Regions from separate parts of the Mus musculus genome. Here region 2 is linked to region 1. Evidence: chromatin contacts called from public HiChIP or PLAC-seq data. All regions are on one chromosome and are shown on one strand. Each heading gives the region's core, a stretch centred on a gene start, on an enhancer-like site or on the middle of the called end of the contact. The rest is flanking DNA. Distances are from core to core; before and after follow the strand shown.

What was found. HiChIP or PLAC-seq counts read pairs in DNA pulled down with a chosen protein or histone mark.
Region 2: a contact with region 1 is called in an H3K4me3 HiChIP or PLAC-seq map of embryonic stem cells, with 4 times the contacts expected there. The contact joins the promoter of 1700007F19Rik here to the promoter of Wwtr1 in region 1. A contact is called at or near these places in 1 of 39 promoter capture datasets (liver) and 2 of 115 datasets of contacts at active chromatin or transcription factors (both in embryonic stem cells).

Annotation. Positions count from the first base shown.
Region 1 is chr3:57,572,780-57,578,397 of GRCm38.p6, reverse strand. It overlaps Wwtr1 (WW domain containing transcription regulator 1), which reads left to right and starts at 2,522. Exons shown (of 7, transcript NM_133784.3): 1 at 2,522-2,797; 2 at 3,141-3,575. The coding sequence starts at 3,145.
Region 2 is chr3:58,160,824-58,166,819 of GRCm38.p6, reverse strand. It overlaps 1700007F19Rik (RIKEN cDNA 1700007F19 gene), which reads left to right and starts at 3,013. Exons shown (of 6, transcript NR_040538.1): 1 at 3,013-3,058; 2 at 3,267-3,313; 3 at 4,354-4,474. Gm40056 (a long non-coding RNA gene) reads right to left here. Exons shown (of 6, transcript XR_003954487.1): 5 at 2,564-4,581; 6 at 1-543.

The DNA.
Region 1 (5,618 bases), core at 1,273-3,772:
ACATGATTTTCATCGTTGGTAATACTTGTTTGTGTGGCATCTTGAGACTTCACTGTACTCTTGGTTCTGAACATACATGTTTAACATGTGTACTTTGTTCTGGGCACACTACACAACACCAAGGAGAGCTGCCTGAAATAGTACTGCTCAGATTTGAATTGTGGTCTTACTGGGCATACAGCACTGTGCTTTTACAGAAAATGATTTAATTATGGAAAATAGACAATATTTTTCTACCTTCATTCCTCAGTATGTATACATTAACATATATTTTGGTTAGGATGTTTGATGTTGGAAATGACTGAGTTGCTGACTTGACTTTCATTACAAAAAAAAAAAAATCATTAAATGAAATATTGGCTTGGACCTAGGACAGAACTTCCAATAGTTTCTGAGATGGCCCTAAACATACTTCTGCCATTTTGTACAACACCAGTCTCAGGACTAGCAATTATAAAATAAAAAAGGTGAAAAATGTTGAAGGCACCCTATGTCCTGTAGTATCAAAGAGTCAGGATTAGCCGGGCGTGGTGGAGCACACGTTTAATCCCAGCACTTGGGAGGCAGAGACAGGTGGATCTCTGAGTTTGAGGCCAGCCAGGTCTACAAAGTGAGTTCCAGGACAGCCAAGGCTACACAGAGAAACCCTGCCTCGAAAAACCAAAAAAAAAAAAAAAAAAAAAAAAAAAAAAAAGAAAAAAAAAAAGAGTCAGGGTTTAATTCTGTATATGGGAACCATCACATTTGTTTAGCACTTATTATTACTAGGGAATGATCCCAGGCAAGTGCTCTGCCACTGAACTATAGTCCTAGCCCAAAGCATATCTTATTATCTTTAATGAACGGCAAAATTTTATATATGCCCAGGAATGAATTATTTTAAAATCAATTTATGATTATCAGTAAATGTTTGATTCTTACCTATTTTATACAAATATAGATTAGGGTCAGATAGATAGTTTTTCAGGCAAAAAGGGGTCATGATTGAAAAAGTTCAAGAGGCCTTAGTATAAGACCACTTGCCATTTTGGGAAAAGTCTGTAAGGGACCTGGAGTCACAGCTCATGTATGGGTACTGGGATAGGACACAGCTAATCAAAGATGGTCTCAAAATTAAAAAAAAATGTGTTGGGGGCTCATGTGGGGGCTAGAGTTGGTTCTCTCCTTCTACCATGTAGTGTGTGGGATTCGAACTCAGGTTGTCAGAATTGCCTGAAAGGATCTTTTCCAGCTGAGCCACAGTTTTGTTCTCTCTTCTGTCTTAAAGTAAAAATGATGGAGTGGCTTGCATTTGTCCCTTCACCTTGCTGTTAGGTCACAGTTGTCTTCATTTTCCTGTAGCACTGTCAACTGTGGATTTAATTTTGACTTTTATGTCTCTCTTTAATATGGTGAGGCACAGTGCCTGCATTTGATACAATTCTGCTGACAAACTTCCATGCAGCCTTGGCTAAGCAAAGTGCTTTGCGTGTATTGCCTCATTTAACCTATCTAATAAACTTGTCTATTAGAATCTGTGGGTCGGGTAGGGGCTTTCTGGAATGTAACTTAAAAAGCAGCCACCCTTTCTTGGAGAGAAGGAATAGTTGAGCAGCTGGCAGTGGGAAGGGCAAGGCCTCCTCCCTCTTCCCGGCAGCTGTCTTACCAGGCCAGACCTCCTCTCTCCAAAGGCTGGGGTCTCCACCTCTGGCCCATGTCCAGTCGGGTGGGAGGCTGTGTGGCTTTTTCCGGGTCACTGGCACACCCTCTCTATCCTAGCCACCTGCCCCTGTTCCATTCCAGTTCCAGGCTCCCTAGAGCGACCCAGGGACATTCCAATCCTCCCACTACCCTCGCAAACGCCGCGGGAGGAGGGAAGGGGGCGCAATTGCTTGGCCTTCTAGAACGCAGCTTTGTCTCGGCCTTCTAAGGATTGATGAAAGGCTTGAAAGTTGGTAGTTTACAATCGACTCCTCGGTGAAGCCGCATCTTCAGCAACAGCGGCACTTTTTGGGAAACCGTCTCGCAGACAACTGAAAGCCAAACAGCCAAGTTGTCTCCCCAGCAGACCAAATATGGTCACAAGCGTTAAGCAGCCTTCCGTGGAAAGTCTGGCCTCGCGGGTGTCTCCCTGAGCCAGGGTGCGCCCCGGTCCGACCTCTGGCAGATCCGCGCCCCGTGCCACATTCCGGGTGCTGGGCGCTCCCCTTAAGACGAGGGCAAGCGCTCAGGACAGACTCATTCTGGGCCTTGGACCCTCAACCGAGGGCCCTCCGTTATTCTCCGATTTGGTTTTTGTCCATAACCCCTTGATTTAACAGGCTTGAACCATTTTCTCTTTGATCCCGCCCCAAGTCAGTGGTAAACTCAAAGGAATGCAGATAGGCGCTCGGCGGGAGAGGTCGGAGCGGCGCGGCGGGGCGGGGGCACGGTCTCTCCCGAGCTGCGAAGTGCCCAGCCCACCCCCGCCAGCCGGGCTAGGGTGGGAGGAGGAGGAAGAGGAGGGGCGTGGGGCAGGCTGGCTCCGGCCAGGAGGTCATGCATAATTCAACAGCTCCACTTTCGGCCCGCCTCTTTCCTAAGGGTGGGAGTTTGCTTCAAACTTTGTTTATGGGACAGTCCGGGAGCCGCGGCGGCTGCGCTCGTCTACGTCTTCTCTGTCGCCTCCTCGCGCAGTGGGAGCGCCCGAGGCCGGTTCCGGGGATGTAAGAGGATAAGCCTTCGGCTGCTGGGAATCCGCTCGGGATCTGCCAGCCGGGACCGGGTTCCAGCTCGTCAGTTCGGGAGGCGCCCAGGCTTGGCTTCCCCGAGTCCCCAGGTAGCTCCCGCCGCGCCCCGCACCCTCTGTGGCGTCCGGCTCTTAGACGACCGCAGTCGGGACGCCTGGGGTTGCCGGTGGGGGTATTGGGCAGGGGAAGCTGCGACTGGGTCTGGTGCAGGCACCCCCCCCCCCCTTCCTCCCGCGGCTGCCTGCTCAGGGGAGCTTCTCTGTTGCGGGAAAGTTGCATAATCTCGGAGGCCAGGGGCGCCCCCTCCCCCACCGGCTGGTCCCTGGACCCATACCTAACTGTCTCTAGGTTCTCTCTGTCCTTCCCCGGGACTACCCCCTCCTCCTCTGACTTGCACCAAAAGGCTGATCTGATCTTTCTTTTTTCTTGTAGAAAGATGAATCCGTCCTCGGTGCCCCATCCGCTCCCGCCGCCAGGGCAGCAAGTCATCCACGTCACGCAGGACCTGGACACCGACCTCGAAGCCCTCTTCAACTCTGTCATGAACCCCAAGCCCAGCTCATGGCGGAAAAAGATCCTCCCGGAGTCCTTCTTTAAGGAGCCCGATTCCGGCTCGCACTCGCGCCAATCCAGCACAGACTCATCAGGCGGCCACCCGGGGCCTCGACTAGCTGGCGGCGCGCAGCACGTCCGCTCGCACTCGTCGCCCGCATCCCTGCAGCTGGGCACCGGTGCGGGAGCCGCTGGAGGCCCTGCACAGCAGCATGCACATCTCCGCCAGCAGTCCTATGACGTGACCGACGAGCTGCCGTTGCCCCCCGGGTGGGAGATGACCTTCACGGCCACTGGCCAGAGATACTTCCTTAAGTAAGTCTGCCGGCAGTCAAGAGGGGCAAAGTTGTGATGCCCTGGACGCTCGTGTGTTCGTGGCGTGTGTGTGTGTGTGTGTGTGTGTGTGTGTGTGTGTGTGAAAGAGAGACAGAGACAGAGAGAGAGAGACAGAGAGAGACTGAGAGACTGACTCTTCCAAGGTGCTTCAGAGATCTGCTAAGATAAAAAAGTAGGGGATGAATCTCTGGGAGTTGTACTTGACTAGAACAGAGAACGTTTCATGAAGTGGAAACTGCTTAAGCCCTAAGAGATCCAGGCCATTGGAAAACTTAAACTTGGGGAAAGGAATTTTGAGCGACTTTGGCCTAAATCTGGGTCTTAGGCCCTTAGCGCCTTCACTTAAGTTAGCTAGCTCACAGCCAGGTGAGTAGGTGGTCTGGGTTCTTCAGTCACTCAGGAAAAGCAAACCGGAAAAGAACACAGTGCCTGGTGGGCTTTACCTCTCCCAGCTGATGACGTAATGACCACACAGCACAGTAATGTAATTACCAACCGCACTGTAAAGTAGTTATGGGCTGGACCAACAAATTGTGTGGAAATTGGGTCAGGAGTCTTATGTTACACTTGGTAACCTAAAATACCGTCACGGCAGGGCAGTAGTGTGCGTTGTCATCCTTCATGCCCTATCTGCCTAGCTTTTTGAGGTTGTGAATTTTACATTAGATCCAGCTTTTTGAATTAGATCGAACAGAGAAATGTATTCTCAATTGCTAGAGGGAGTTCTTGAGGGAAAGCCGGGGCTGGCACTTGAATTGTTATCAGAACCAGTGAGGTCATAGGGGTCAGGTTAGAAAAGGCCTCCGAAGAAGTTGTGGCTGAGCCATTGGTGTAGAATCACTTCAGCTCGGCTCGGCTGCGCTGCCTGCCCAAAGGGAAGACATCTAAGAACTTGTCTTAAACTTCATCTTACAGCCCCGTTCCTTTGCTGAAGTAGCCTTGCTTTGAAAGGCTCAAATGTAAGATAGCACGTACTATTTTAAAAAATGTAATGCCAAGCTCCTCCTTGGCATTAACTATCTTTGGTCCTTTGATTACCCTCTAAGAATGAGCGGATGGCAGTGGATGCTGTGGGCATATCTGAGACTCATCCTGGTTCCCAGCTCTTCCTCATCCCAAAGCTGTTGACATCACGTGCACTTACTTAGTTTTATGTGTATGTGTGTGCGCCTGGATGTATGTATGTGCACCACATACATGAAGTGCCTGTGGAGGCCAGAAGAGGATGTCTAATTCCCTGGGGTGGCAGTGTGAGCTCCATCCCCCTCCCCTAATTTGGGATTTCGGTGCTAGGAACGGAACTCCAGTCCTCTTCAAGAGCACCAAGTGGTTTTAACCATTAGCCATCTCTCCAGCCTCTTGGGGATATACTTTTTGTTGTATTTGTAATCTTTGTTTTGGGGCTTACTGTGGTGCTGGCATCCTGAAGATAACTCAATGGCTTTGGCACACAGTTGGTGTCTGGATTATTGAGCCATGCATGGTGTAGACACATGCTCAGGGCTTTGATTTCTAAGTGGAGGTTGAAGTCAGATATGCAATGTAATAGCATGGCGTTTTTCTAAGTCTCCAAAGGAAGATATTAGTGTCCGTACTGCATACATGTTCAAAATAGCATTGTGTATAAATGCAGCTGTATGTATTTCACCATGATTTTTTTTTTTTTTACCAATGTGAACTTTGCAATAAATACAAGTAGCGTCTCAGTAATTTTCGATGGTCCCTTTTGGCCGCAGATGATTTTTAAACTGCTCATGAATGCACACGTATATGTGGAAGAGCCGGGCTTGCCTAATATCTGTGGGAACCTAGAAAAAAAAACCCAACTTCTAAATAAAATCAAATTCTTTTCTACATGTGTTTTTAATGATTGAAGTTGCTCAGATGTGTTAGTGATTTAGGGCAAAAAATAGAAGTTAGCCTTGGACGTAGGGAGGGTTGCTGTGATCCATTTCTGTCCTCCCATGCAGCTATGGGCCCTCCTCCAGCTAAGCCAGAGTGCTTCTTCATTTCATTTTGAAT
Region 2 (5,996 bases), core at 1,764-4,263, 590 kb before region 1:
TCAACTGATGTAGAACAGGGAACCCTTCCCCTAACCCTCACCACACACCCCCTCCCCCATAAATGCTGCCTCCCAAAGCCCAAAGCCTGGAGTAACTCATGCTCTTGATCCTGTCTGTGGTGGCTTGTCAGCAGTTGCCAGTCACTTGTGTATGGCTACAAAGCAGCTTTGCAGGCCTCCTGACTTGGATGCTGTTCTCACACACAATTCTCAAGCCTTAATCGTTTTCCTGGGCTTAGTCTTTTGTCTGTTTTGCTCTGAATCTCAATGGCATTCTTAGTTCTCATGTTTTAAACACTTGATTCCCCAGTTTGTGGGGGCTGCTTTGAAGGCTGTAGACTCCTGAGGAGATGCTAGACTAGATGGGCCACCAGGGGCAGGCCCGTGAAATTTATATCCTCTTGTGGCTCTAGTCCTGAACTCTGCTTCCTGGACAATGGTCAGGTGAAGAGCTGCCCGTGCATTCCCCTTGTAGTGATGGATTCAAGTCTCTCTTTAACGATGAATCAAAGTAAAATTTCTTCTCTTGACTTGTCCCGTGACCTGAGGCAGCAATGGATAAGTAGTTAATACGCTGTCCTCAGTACTGAGCTTAAGAAGATGTCAACTATTCTGGGCATTATGGGCCACCAACTGTCTTAGCTTTTTGAACACTCAAATAAGCACCCAAGTAAGCTGGTTTCTAAGATCACATAACAAGGCATAGTTGAAGAAACCTTTTGGAAGAGGGAAAAGGCCGAGTTTTCTGCCTCTCAAAATGTAGTCTTAGGTGTATACTAAAGAGGCCGGAGTCAGGCAGGACAGGCCCTGGTGCTGAGCCGCCCTCTAAGGATGAGCCCAGTTTGCTGCATTCATGCCTCACTGCACCCAGGGACCTGCTTTTTGTCAGATGCCCTGTGACTAAAGGTTTGCAAAACTCAGCTGCTCAGGCTATAGAGCTGGGGGCCTCCCCTGCCTGCTATGTATTTACAAGCGATATGAATATACTTTCATGAAAAGATCAACACACAGATTAAATGCGACACCCTGCTCTGTGAGCGGTAGTCTGGATCTCTGCCACAGTGGCCCACGTAATCTCCCCTTTTAACTCTTTCTGAGGACCCAGTGTGGGCTCCCCAGGTCTTGTTCGGCCCTTCTCCACTGGCTATGTTTGCTTTGCTTCCAGGGTTTGGTTACTCTACAAATTGCTGGAATAAACACGTGTTTTAGCTGACGTATGTGACAATTTCTCCATGGTAGATAACTGGAACGAGAACAATTGGATTTACAGAGATTTTGAAAATGTATACCGCTGGATTGTCCGGTGTGGTAGCACCAGTGGTAACAACCATGCTCCCACGGATATTCTGCTGTTGAATGGGTGATTTTACGCGTGTTGGGGCATGTAGACTTTTCTCGTTGCTTCTCTTTACCCTATGTTCATGTTTCAGTTATGTTGCCTTTTCTCTAACAGTTTGCAGACTTTTTTTAAAAAATGACGCTAAAAATGGTGGTACCTATAAAATTCTAGTGCTCAGAAGACTGACGTAGATTGGGCCACACAGGGAGCCAGCTTGGATTATACAGTAAGACTCTACCTCAAGTGGAAAAAAAAATGGTCTTAATAACACATGTATTCATCACTTAGCTTCAGTATTATTGAGTCCTGGACAGTACAGACTCCCATCCACTTGTATCTCATACAACTATTATTTTGAAGAAAATTCCCATGTACCATTCACACATAAACATAAAAAGAATTTTTATAATATCAACAAATATTTCCTTCATTAACTCTTATTTTTTTTAAAAAAGATAATTAATATTATCAAATATCCAGACAGTTAAATTCATTTGCCTCCATTTTTTTTTTACCAGAATCAGTGTGCAATGGAGTCTTTAATTCTAATTGGATAAAAAGCCATAGACAGACGAATGATGGGTAGATAGATGAATAGATGGATGGACAGACAGACAGATGGCAGGCAGATTCTCTCCTCTGTCACACTGGAGAATTCTGATTGTTCTTCTCATGAGGTTTTCTTGAGCCTTGATCTGGTGGCTGTATCTGATGGTGTCATTTAACGCGTTCCTTTCCTCTCAAACGTTTGGTCAGATCCAAGGCTGGACAAGAATCAGGCTTGATATTTTGTCCAGAACACTTGAACTGCTATGTTTTAGACCTCCAGCAAGGCCACATGATTTTCCTGTCTCTCCATGACGTTACCACGCACCCCCCACCCATGTCATTGGGCCTACTTTGGGAAACAGAAAATTATATAGTAATTTAAAATAACGGAAGTTTAATATACAGAATTATTAAAATAATAGCTGTGGAGGTGTAAAGTTGCTTCTGAAGGGCACCCTATATCTGAGGGAGAATAGCAAAGAAAAACAACCCTGAAATAGGGGCTCTCCCTAAGGCCGGACTTTTGACATTGTTGAAGGCAAAAGCTTGAGTGAGGCACAATAGCCAGTAGCTGGGGACACTAGGCTATCTGGTAGGTGCATGTTCATACTTGCCATGCAAGAAGGGAAGGATGCAAAAGGTACAGGCGAGCTGAGGCTATGGCTGTTTACCTACCATACACAAATAGGAAGTGTAAGGACTCGTGTGAAGCATTCACACTTGGAGGGCTTTAAGAAACAAAGTCCTGCTGCCTTGTCAGCCAGCTGTAGATGGAAAGTGGTCAGGAGGTCTGTGTAAAACTGGTACGTTACAAGGGTGAAGGCAAGGGGTCTCTGAGTCCAGGCAGAGGATCCGGGAGAAGGACTGTACACTGTAGCGATCTTGATGGCACATGGCCTGGCTGATGAGCCTACATGTGCACTGCTGGAGGTCAGACACCAGGAGTAAAACCAAGTGAAAAGCCCCTTGTTCCTGTAGTGTCTCTTTAGCGCCCTCTACTGATGAAGCGTCAAATCATGCGCGTTGGGAAGGAGAAGTGTTTCGAATTCCTTCAATGAATGACCCCAGAGCACTGAAACGGTGGACTTAGGGTTTAAAGGCAGTAAATTAGTAACTGATATAACGGTCACTGTTAACTTTCATTGTTTCTTTGGAGGCTGCAAAACGGTGGTAATTTGGTTTTATTGATCTCCCTGTATTTGCTGGATGCTTGTACGGGGAGAACTTTCCCACGTCCTCTTGAGTACCCCAGGCACCGTGTATACAAGCACCAGGCTCCTTCCCTGTTGCCAGTTGTTTTTGTTTGTTTGGGTTTTTTGTTTTGTTTTTTTGTTTGTCTGTTTGTTTGTTTTTTAACATGTCTTCTTTCTCCATCCAGGCCTAGATTCGTGTAAAAGCTATTTTCTACCGACCACATCTTTCTGGGTGAGTCTTGGTTCTGCCCACAAAGCCCCTTAACGGGGTGTATGGAGATAGAGCTGTTTGCTCCCACCTCATGTCACCCTCACCTAATGAACCTAATGAAATGGGTATCCGCTCAGGGAAAGGAAAGACGACTTCCAAGTCTCCCAGCTGGTGATGGGAGGAAATGGGGTTAGAAGACAGGCTGTTTGACTCTGAGCTGAGTCTGGGAAGACCTTATATTCAGCTTGTTTCTCCTGGGATAACTTCAAGCTCGGGTCTCCTGGGTCTTCATCTCTTCTCTATTTGCTTTTGAATTTCAAGGTCATGGCTCTTAGCATCATTGTTGAGAACTCCCAGTTTCTCTCCCAGGTTGGTCACACACTCCAGTGGGGTGGGATCTTTATGGAGGGGCCGGTGCACGCTGATTAACTTCTGCTTTTTGTCTTGTCTCACATGGGTGGGCAGGTGCTTCTGCCCTCTCCAGGTTTTTGTCCCTTCCTCTGTCTCCTCCTCCACACAGAAGAGAATGGGAACTTCTCAGGGGATGGTGAGAGAGAAACAGTAACTGCTGACCCTGGTAGTGACTTGAAGACGGACTGATTCTCCTCCCTGCTCCATTTCCAGAAGCCATGATCCAGCTGTGAAGGCCCAGTCACTCCAACTACGTGGGCCGCTGAAAATCCAGTTTCAACCTGCTTCTCTTTCCCTCTCTTCTCCAGTTCAACCCCATCCTTCAAAAACTCACCTAATTCCTCTGGGAATTAGTCTCTTCCCCCAGGGTCACCAATTCTGCTTGCTAATCTCCTGCACCCCTCTGATCCCCTTCTTGCTTTCCTTCCTCCTACCCAGGCTTTCCTGGCAAAGGCCAACAAAATAACAAAGACTAGGGAATAAGTAAACAGCAGCCTCCCCTCGCTTGGGAGTCCCTGGAAGCGCTTCCTTCATTCACACCGATGAGCCTCGGGATTTCAAAGTGCCTGGCACTGCTTCAAGGCCAGTTACAGCGGCCACGGAGTCATTGTATTGAGATGAAGGTGGATCCAGGCGGTTTCTATTTTTAGGTTCGATTGTTTCTGGAAAAGGTTGCACATCACATAATAGGAAATCCCAAGAGTGTGAAGACTGTTTCCTGCCAGTGGAAGCCTTGTTGTGGTTGGCTGTTCTGACCATAGAGACACTGAGGTAAGCGGACAAGGGTGGAGGGTAAGGTCCGGCTGTGCTGGGGACAGACAGGAAGGTGAAGTATGGAGTCAGGGAAAGTGAGATTGCAATTGTCAGGAGATGTAGAGCTGTGAGAGAAAGCAGAGCAGTTGTAAGAGGATGAAACCGTCACGTCTTCCTCAGAGTCTGCCAGGGCGGGGTCAGCTAGCACAAATTATTGTCAACTGGGTCTGTGCTATTTGTCACTAAAAATTATCCTGCGTAACTGAGTATGTAAATGATTATGCTGGAAGCTGATAATGATAACTGGAAGCTGATAATGACATCAGCCCACAGATGTCAAGATGTAGGTAATAAATATCCTTTCCTCATTACAGAATTCCGGGAATGAGGGCCAGGGATATAGGCCCTGGTATTGGACTTGTCAGAATGTGTGAAGCGCTGGGCTCCACCTTCCACATCCCATGAGCCACGTGTGTGGCCTCTCAGGCAGGCATCATTCAAAGGTCCCTGCAGGTGGGATGCATTGGCTTCTTTTTCTGTCTTGCTCGGTTTTGTGACATTGACTCCCACCTTACCTCTGGTTCAGAGCCACCACTTGGCCTTTGGTGTTACAGAACAGTACCATACGTTGGCAATAAACCAGGATCCATCACACCATCCCCTGCAGATAGTATTGTCCTAGGAACACAACCGTGGCTCAGTTTTCTGGCAAATCTCCGTCCTCCCTGAGGACTACTTCTCTTTCTGAGCTCTACTGACATGTGGCCATAATCACTGGAAAGGAGCCAATTTCCAGCATATTGAACATTCCCTAGGAAGTAGGTATTTGTTTTAGGGGACAGGACACTTATGTTACTAGAGGTTTGTAGGTGTCTACAGGACCAACATACTTTAGAGTACCATCTTGGGTTCCTATCCTGTGCCTCAGGTTCCACTCTTTATCAGAACTTTTATATCCCCACAATAGGAGTATCAGGGTGTAAACTCAACTGCCTTTATTACTCTGGCTGTGGACTGGATTTTCTTCACAACCTTGTTTCTGGCTGCAGGAGATGACAGAGGTTAAATTCTGCGGCAGAAACCTGCCACCTCTGGCCTTGTCCTCTTAGTCTCAGTCGGTTTGGGAGTTTTTGTTGCAATTAGCATCTGCTATTTTGTTTTGTTTTTTTTGTTTGTTTGTTTTTTGCCACTCCCCTCTGGAGTGCCAGAGATGTGTAAGCCAGTACATCTCCTTCTAGGGGATTCTGCCTCAATCGATGTTCCATTCCTACAGTAAGGAATCCATCTGGTTCCAGAATCCCTCTCCATTTGTGTCTGTTTTTTTTGGAGTGCTTCTAGTACTAGCTGTCTTAGGTTGGGCTTTTCTGGAACTGGGGTCCTAAACAAGGATTTGTGTGCAACAGATTGCTTGTGAAGGAATCCTAGGAAGCAAAGGTAGAGGCAGATGGGAAGGAAACTAGCAGAGAAGCATCAAGGAGGAGAGACACTGGCGATTAATTATGCTGGGAAAGTGGGCAGTCCTGGTGTTATTAGTCAGTGT